Regions from separate parts of the Mus musculus genome. Here region 1 is linked to region 2. The links are chromatin contacts, called in public HiChIP or PLAC-seq maps. All regions are on one chromosome and are shown on one strand. Each heading gives the region's core, a stretch centred on a gene start, on an enhancer-like site or on the middle of the called end of the contact. The rest is flanking DNA. Distances are from core to core; before and after follow the strand shown. Region 1 has its middle 43 kb from the start of Gm12159. Region 2 has its middle 210 kb from the start of Gm12159.

The links. HiChIP or PLAC-seq counts read pairs in DNA pulled down with a chosen protein or histone mark.
Region 1: a RAD21 HiChIP or PLAC-seq map of pro-B cells shows a contact between it and region 2, with 2.2 times the contacts expected there. The contact joins two enhancer-like sites. A contact is called at or near these places in 2 of 15 datasets of contacts at CTCF or cohesin (large pre-B cells and pro-B cells) and 1 of 484 Hi-C or Micro-C datasets (nephron progenitors).

The regions. Positions count from the first base shown.
Region 1 is chr11:45,157,931-45,162,280 of GRCm38.p6, forward strand. No RefSeq gene overlaps it. Among named protein-coding and RNA genes, the nearest start is that of Gm12159, 43 kb to the left of the region's middle. Within about 2 kb of position 3,016, at least 12 of the 459 cell types and tissues checked have an H3K27ac peak or open chromatin away from gene starts, as enhancers often do. A contact at or near this core is called in pro-B cells, where this site is marked.
Region 2 is chr11:45,321,607-45,325,870 of GRCm38.p6, forward strand. No RefSeq gene overlaps it. Among named protein-coding and RNA genes, the nearest start is that of Gm12159, 210 kb to the left of the region's middle. Within about 2 kb of position 2,250, at least 14 of the 459 cell types and tissues checked have an H3K27ac peak or open chromatin away from gene starts, as enhancers often do. A contact at or near this core is called in pro-B cells, where this site is marked.

The DNA of each region.
Region 1 (4,350 bases), core at 1,766-4,265, 160 kb before region 2:
GGTTCTGAGGTACATCCATTACTTTTCTGTTTTGCTATGGTAAAAAAAAAAAAACAAAACAAAACAAAAAAAAAAAAAACCATGACTCGAAGCAACTTATAGATGAAGAATGTGTTTCACTTTATAGTTTTAAAGCAATTAAGATTCCACGATGGCCAGAGAGACATGGCAACAGGAGGATGGAGCAAGATTCTGGGAGATCTCAATTGTGAAGAAGCAGCAGAGAAAGTGAACTGGGAGTGGGTGGAATGGAAACTCTCAAGACCCACTCCATCCTCCTTCCTCCAGCAAGGCTGTACCTCTTAAAAGTTCCATAACTTCCCCCAAACAACATCACTAACTAGGGGTCAAATACTAAGTCCCCGAGTCTATGGGATACATTTATCACTCACACAGTACCACAGTAACTGTTTCTCACTGTTATCTATGTTTCCTTACCTTTGTGCTCCGAGTCCTTTCCTTTTATGTCCTTTCCTTTTATCTTGCCCTCCAGCAGACCTCTAACCCAAATAACAGTCACAAGATTGGGCAATAATGTGTGGTGTTCAAATGCACTCCCAGTGTCCACTGTGATCCTGTACCAATTCATTCAGATAAGAAACTTGAACCTAATGACTCTTCTGTGAGAGAACATGGACTAGATATTGATGACCCTTCATTTTGGATAATCAAATAGAATGTCAGAGAGGTTTAGGGACTACTTTTAAGTCACACAGCCAACTGAGCTGAGGTTGACAACCAGTTAAAGAGCTGCCTGGCTCTCCTCTTGAGGCATCTAAGATTGGCATTTATTTTCCATAAGTAGCTATACACATTGTAAATCTTTTCTAAGTCTTATTTATGTCTCTCTCTCCCTCAAAGACAAACTTAATACATCGATCAATCCAAGTCAATCACACGGAAGACAATGGTTAACATGTTATTCTGTGCAGGCCATTTCGATGGCTACAAAGATGCTGTCCTAGCTCCAGAATCAGCTGATTGTTAAGAGCAGCTGTGAAGTACTGAGCTGCATGCTGTGGACATTGTTATTTTGAAGCAAGAATAAACATCTGCAAAGTGTCCCCAAATCATATCAAAGAAATAGCAGATATCCAATGAGAACAAAATATGATTGCACTCTTTGGCCTACATGGCAGTATCCAAAAAGGAAAGAAGAAAATGACAGAAATCTTAGACTGTGTAGAGATCTAGGAATAAGACATGCAAATAAAGATTGTGTAAATTTTCTTAAGTTAATATGACTTTCATTTTATAGTCCCCACTTGCGGGACGCAATGCGAAAGATTTTAGAAACCCAGTTGGAATAGCTCCAATTCAAAAACTAAAGATCCTAAGTTCCAAACCTGAGACTACTTGAACTTGACATGAGACCCCTAAGTAGGAACCTCCACACCTGACCTCGTGGCCTGGGTCACAGACAAAATGGATCTGCACTCAGCAGACTATATTAAAACTGTCTTCAGTCGATAGATATAAGATATACATATTAGTTGGTCCTATTTCCAAACTTTCTTGTTTTGTAGCTGCAAACATCTCCAAAATCTAAGAAAAAGGGGGGCTGGAGAGATGGCTCAGTGGTTAAGACCACTGATTGCTCTTCCAGAGGTCTTGAGTTCAATTCCCAGCAACTACATGGTGGCTCACAACCATCTGTAATAGGATCTGATGCTCTCTTCTGGTGTGTCTGAAGACAACTACAGTGTATTCATATAAATAAAAATAAATAAATAATGCAAAGAAATGAAAAAAATCCAAGAAAACAATCTGACCATCTAACCTACTGGTGTGTTCATCTCTGGGGAATGCTTTTCCTCCCTCCTGCTCTCAGCAGACCTTAGTTGCCTGTAGTTCTTTATGAGTCAGGGGTTGAGACTTTCTAGGCAGCCCCCATCAACATTACTATGACTATTAATTTTTCTTTGTTAATCTCATGTTTAGATTATCATGGTGTGGAAGCATACATAAAATTAGTAAAGTAGAAACTGAGCAGGTTGTACTTATGTGTCTAGAAATGCATAACTGTATATGTACGTCTATTTATATATGCATATATCTATAATATATACATTTATACATATATTTATACATATATTTATACATATATACACATATAATACATATGTGTACATGTACATATATAAATGCATATATGTATAAATATATATGTATATATAATATACATATACATTTAATCATATATATATATATATCATATATATATATATATATATCAATAGTTAAAGAAAAAGACTATGAATTTGAACAAGATCAAGGAGGAATATATGGGAGGGCTTAGGTGGAGGAAAGAGAAGTGGGAAATGGTGTAATTATATTAGAATCTCAAAAGATAAAATAAATAAATAACAAATTTAATTCACATCTGTTCCCAAGCATTTCTGATTAGCATTTTTCTGCCCATCTTCTCTTTACTTCTTATATCCCGTGGATGACATTAGGACAATCATCTCATAAGATGACTCTGGGGTTCACAGGGTTTAAGTATCTGAACCAAGTCACATAGCAAATGTCAGAGTTGGAATCAAACTAATTTCAAGATCTATCCTTCTTACACTACCAAATAACAAGATGGTATGGGGGTGGGGGTGCTTAGAAGAGTGTAAGGAGCCCGTTGTTTTTCCCAGAGTTCCGAGAGAAGATCAAAATATTGCCTCAGAGGAGAAGGCAGGAGTGCAGTGTGCCTGAGACTGCGGGAAGAATTCTGCCGTAGCACACAGTCTGGTTCTCTCAGAGAAACCTTGCCCTTGTATTTCTTGCACTGGACTTTCCCATAAATTTTTATTTTAAAGCTGTGACATCTTGCACTAGGCAGATAAAAAGCAAGGGAAGCCCCTGCAGAAATCCAACCTCTGTTGTATGTATGGAGAGGGCCATGTGTGTGCCACACGACAAGTGTGGTCATCAGAGGACAGTTTGTAGAAACTAATTCTCTCCTTCCTCCGGGTCCAACCCCTTTTCAGTATAATAGACTCAAATGAGGAAGTGCATGCTAAGACTCGGAAGATGCATTGCACATGTCCATGGAGTGAAAGAGGACAGATCGCGGTTTAGAGCTGAGCTCAGTGGCGCTTTTGGTAAGAAGCAAACTAGTCAATATTGGGGGAGGGAGGGTGTTCTGCTCAGCCACACAGGCTCTGCCATAGCGCTTCAGCTCCGCCCACACAGTGAGAAAACTGCCACACTCCGTGTGTAAGCAAATGAGTGTGAATGAGTCCAGTCAGCTTTGCTTATGGTTATGAAACATGCTGAACCTGGTGTGTGTGGACCCTGGTTTAGAATGTATGGTTCTTGGCCATTTCATGAGTTATCTACAAGAAAAAAGCTGCGGCCATAAGGACAGAAGGCTGTGTGGACTTGTTACTGGTTGGAAAGTATATGAGGATTTTATAAAAAGAAAGCACACGTAAACAAGGAAGTAGACATTACACGTTAGTGTGTTTAGGTAAGAGGTTCAGGAGGATGGATGCATGTTAGGAATAATTAGGCATGGTGGTTGTATGACACTGGATGAAGTCACCAAGTGCTACCATTCAGAACATGTTAAAGTGGTTAATCTTATTTGTGAATTTCACTTCAATTAAGTTTGTTTTGGTGCATCAATAGTTAATCTCCCCCAAAGCTTTAAACATAAAATGGCAGCATGACTCCTCTATTCAGCTGATCTACCAGGTTGCTTCTTGCTTTGGGTCCCAAAACAATTTATGTTTCCTAAGGCAGAAGAGGAAATATTTCTCATGGTCATGTGGCAATGTGATTTGATTAATTTTCCTGCTTCAGTATTACACAGATTTGATCTTGATGCCTAGCTTCTTTGGACCTGAGTTTCCCCACCAGCAAACACAGGTCAGGGAGTGTCCTGATAGGGTTATGAGAGCTCAGAGAAATTTGAATATACATAGTCTTAATCTCCTTGAGCTTCTAGAACACAAAACTAGGGTCTAGGGAAGAGGAGCTCCTCCAGATGTTAACTTCTCACAGTTCCAGTGAGTGAGGAGTCTATGGCCAAGGATGTGGCAGATGTGGTTCCCGATGGGGTCCTACTGCTGGGGTTTGTAGACATATGGTTTCTTGTTGTGTAACCATGTAGCCTTTCCTTGTGTGAGCATACTTGGAGGAAAACTAAAGAACTCTGTCCTTCTCTTCCTATAAGATATTAATTCTATCCTGTGGGATTTACCATCGTGCAGTAATATAAACCAGATTACCCTGTGAAGGCTTCTGCTGCAAGCACTGGAAGCTAGAATTTACACATATGAGTTAAAGGAGATGTACACATTAAGCCCACACAGCACATATCACCTAGGAGTATTCATAGCTATAGGTTGATAG
Region 2 (4,264 bases), core at 1,000-3,499:
CTAGTAGTCAACACTCACACTATGTATCTGTCATGACTTTGAAAACTCTTAAGCCCCATTATGTACTCAACACATGTATGTACTTTGCTATACACATGTTCACCTCTGCACACACATGAACACACACTATGGAAGCAAACCCACAGAATGCATTCCTAGATGAGTTGAGCTCTGTAATTTTCCCTGATGGATACAGAACAAATAAAACAAAGGATGTGTTCATCATCTGCCTTGCTAAGAGCATAGTTCACTGTCATTCCCTCTGACAGCATAAATGGGAGAGATTTACCCGGAACCACTTGCATGGCCTTCTGATAATCTAATTCTAAAACTGGCTAAGCTGGGACACTGAACCCTGTGATATACATCTGCAAACCCATGGTTTCCGAGACTGAAAAATAGGATTGTAAGATAGAAGGCAGCCTGAAATACAGACAAAGATACTACCTTGGGGGGAAACAAAGAAAGAATGAACTGGTTTATACAGTAAAGTTTTTCTAGTCTGCCCTTCACATCTCTTTCTCTTTGAGGTTGAGGTAATCTTTCCTTTGGGCCCAGTTCTCTTGCTGAGGCCTTGGCTTGCCTCGGCTGAATAATCACCATGATTTTGAAGTTGAGAATCCCCATTTCCCTATCCTCTGGGTTCATCTCAGATCAAATTTTTGCTTGCTAGTTGGAGAAATAACTGGAGAGAAACTGAGCGGGCCCAGTACCAATGCCTTTAATCTTCTCGGAGGGAGGCACACCACTCTGACCTGCTGATTCGTACAGTGTGTGTTACACTCAAATTACTCAAGAATTCCCTTGCTGGCCTTTTGTCGATAGTCCTTTTTTGCAAGGTCTTCATTACTTTCTAATTGACCAAATTTATTTTCTTCATCTCTCTCATTAAGGACGGGTTTAGAAGTAACCTCGATTGTGCAGACTTCCTAATGGCTTACTTCCTCTATGATTGCCCTCATTTTTAAAGAGGACTCTCCAGTCTACCCTAAGCCTATACCTTACAATCCAGCGATCCATCTACCTATTTAAGGGCAATGGGAGTCTAGAAAGTCTGCAGTAACTGATTGTATATTGTTATGTCCTTGGGTATGATATGGTTATACCTGCCAACACTGGTCACACACACACACACACACACACAATAGCACTATGTAGAGCTTTCATGATGGTTAGTTCAGCAGGAACTCAGTTTCAATGTATCCTGAGCATCTTTCCCAAATGTAAACTTCTGCGTTCATCTTTTGTCTTTCTTGATTAGTGAAGCCAAAACTCTAATGAGACAAGAAAATCTTCTTATTGCTACAATGGGTTGGTGTAGAATAAACTATATCCCACAGAGACCTGGATGTTCTGGCCCTTACCAGTGCAAATTCCTGCTGAAGATTCAATAGAACTACAAAGTGACACTACCCAGAATACCTGAAGTGTAGATCTTCTCCCTTCTCTCTTCCTCCATCTGTTCTCCTCCCCTGCCTCTATCTATCTCTATCCTTGTCTCTCTTTCTATATGTGTGTATGTGCATTCATGTATATGTGTGTATGTGCATTTGTGTGTGTGTGTATGTATGTATCTGTGGTTTGTTCTCTTGAAACCAGAAGATCCAAAGCAGATAGCAGCACATGGATACATACAGAGAAAGGACAGAGACAGACAGAGAGAGGCAGGGGAGAAGAAGGGATGAAGGGAGGGAGAAAGGGGAAGATCTATACTTCAGATATTCCAGGCAGTGTAACTTTGTAATCTTCTGCTTTTTAAATCCCATATACCATGAAAGTTGAGTTGCTCAAATTCTGGATCTCTCTCTCTCTCTCTCTCTCTCTCTCTCTCTCTGTCTCTCTCTCTCTCTGTCTCTTTCTCTGTCTCTGTCTCTCTGTCTCTGTCTCTCTGTCTCTGTTTCTCTCTCTCTCTCTCTCTCTCCCTCTCTCTCTCTCTCTCTCTCTCCCAGGTATTTACTGCAGGAATCTCAAGATCTTCCTTTCATAAAATGAGTCATAACTACCCAGCCTGCTCCACCAGACTTAAAATGCTAAGCACTGTGAAGAAAGAAAGATCCCCTCGCCATAGCTCTCTCATGGGGACCTCAGGATCTAATGCAAATAAATGTCTTGTCCCATTTGGGCTTGTGTCATGATAGCTTCTCTGACTAGACACGCCTTACATGTGCACGCCTTACATGTTCTTCCCCGACATTAAAGCTAGTGGCTTTAAAGTTAATGCCTATTTCTGTATCAGCCTTGGAGACGTTGCCCACACCTGGTTGACTCTTTTAACTGTCTACTTGGCAGGCCGGCTTGGCCCAACAACCACAGTGAGGGTGGGGGTGATCTTCACAGAATAAAATCCTTTTCCTGTTTTTCCTGGCTTGGCCAGTCAAGCAGATTGAAAGAAGTTGCATGTGCTTTTAAAAAATGAAACCCTTCTTGGCACTTTGACAAGTGGTTTGATGAGATCTAACTAGTATTTACAGAACTTGAGTTTGACACAAATTGAGGGTTAAATTTTCTCTCATTTACTGGCACCATCGACTTTGCATTTATAGCCCATAGGACCTGAGAGAGCAATACTGACTGTCAGTCTGTCATTTCCCCATCTCCAGCTTGAGAGTCCAACTAGATGCTTCTCTTACTCAGTTCTTCACATCAAGAGCTTTGAGTCTTGTAGGATCCACATACTGCTTACCCTGCTCTGCTCTGCACTAGCGAGATGGCCTCTGGTTACCACCTCACTTTCCTTGTGCCTCAGCTCGTGACTCTGAAATAGGAACATTAGTGAACTAAGTGATAGGTAAGAAGTAGCAAGAATGATTCACAAAATACCACAGTGATCAATGGATGGTAAGGATGACTAATGAATGTTTCCAGGGGATTCTATGAATTGAGCACTGTGGAAGAACAGGGAATCAGGGCTCATACCTAAATCCCAGCATTCATGGAGCTGAGGCAGGAAGTTTACCACACATTCATAGTCAGCTCAGACTACATAGGAAGTTCCAGACCAGCCTGAACTACAGTTTGGGAGACTATCTCCAAAAATAATTGTATTGCTTTTTAGGTTTCTGCAGTAAAACACCCAACATAAAATTGGGGGTGTGTTTCAGTTCATAATTCTGAGGGAATCTGTTAATGACAGGAAGGCATGGGACAAGAGTATGTGGAAGACAGCCACACTGTGTTCAGTCATGAAGCAACAAGACACGAACACAGCTGCCCACTCCACTTTCTGTCCCCAGCCTGAGGGGACAATGCCTCTACATTTGGTTGGCCTCAGTAAAACTTTTGTGAAGAAACCTTCACAGACATACCCATGTGACTTTAATCCCAGTCAAGCTAACAATGAAAATTAACTATCATACTGTCCTATATGAAATTGCCATACTCAGAGACATTTATTATTATCCATATAGAATCCATAAACAAATCAGATATAGCTTTCTCATGAGTGAGCACACTTACAAGTACAAAAATTATCAAGGTAACAGCATACGATCAATTAACTTATATTCTAAATAAAACAATAAGACAAAACACAAATAGGTATGTGTATTGGGGAGTTTGTGAGAGGCCTATCAAGTGCTATGGAATAACTGAAGGACAGATTCCATGTCTGGGACTGGTAGCCCATGCCCCTACAAGAGAACTAGCCTACCTTAGAGACTCTATAAGGGAAGTAAATCACACATTCGGACAGGGACCTAGGGAAGGGGAATTTAGAAAGGGCTGCACTGATGGACTTAGTGCCCAGGGTTTCAAAGAGCTAAAGATGAGGTAAGAGTGACCTGGATTCTCAAAATTCTCATCAGGAGATACTCTAAAGAAAGCATGGTGATCATTCTGGATTATCTATCCAGGGTGAGTTTTCAGTTTTCTTTGTATTCTTTTTGGACTGAGTAGGTGTATAGACTCACTACCTCCTTTTTCTTCCTTGTGTTTTTGCTTCTGAGAAAGGTTCTATAACTCAGGCTAGCCCCAAACTCCATATACAGCTGAAGCTTGCCTGGAACTCTTAAAATTCCTGCCCAAGCCAGACAAATGCCAGGATTATAAATAGGCATATATGGCACTGCCCTTGTCTTTCACAATACAATGGTGAAGTGCCCCCAGAAAGTCTGCTTTGTAGAATTGAGAAAGGGAGAAGAGTTTCAGTGTAACTTCTGGAAATCATTTGTCCAAACCACATTAACAATACACACTGTGGTCACTTGGTCACTTATTGCTTCTATGGCTCTGAAGAACATAAGTAAACCAAAATGTACGGGGTTGG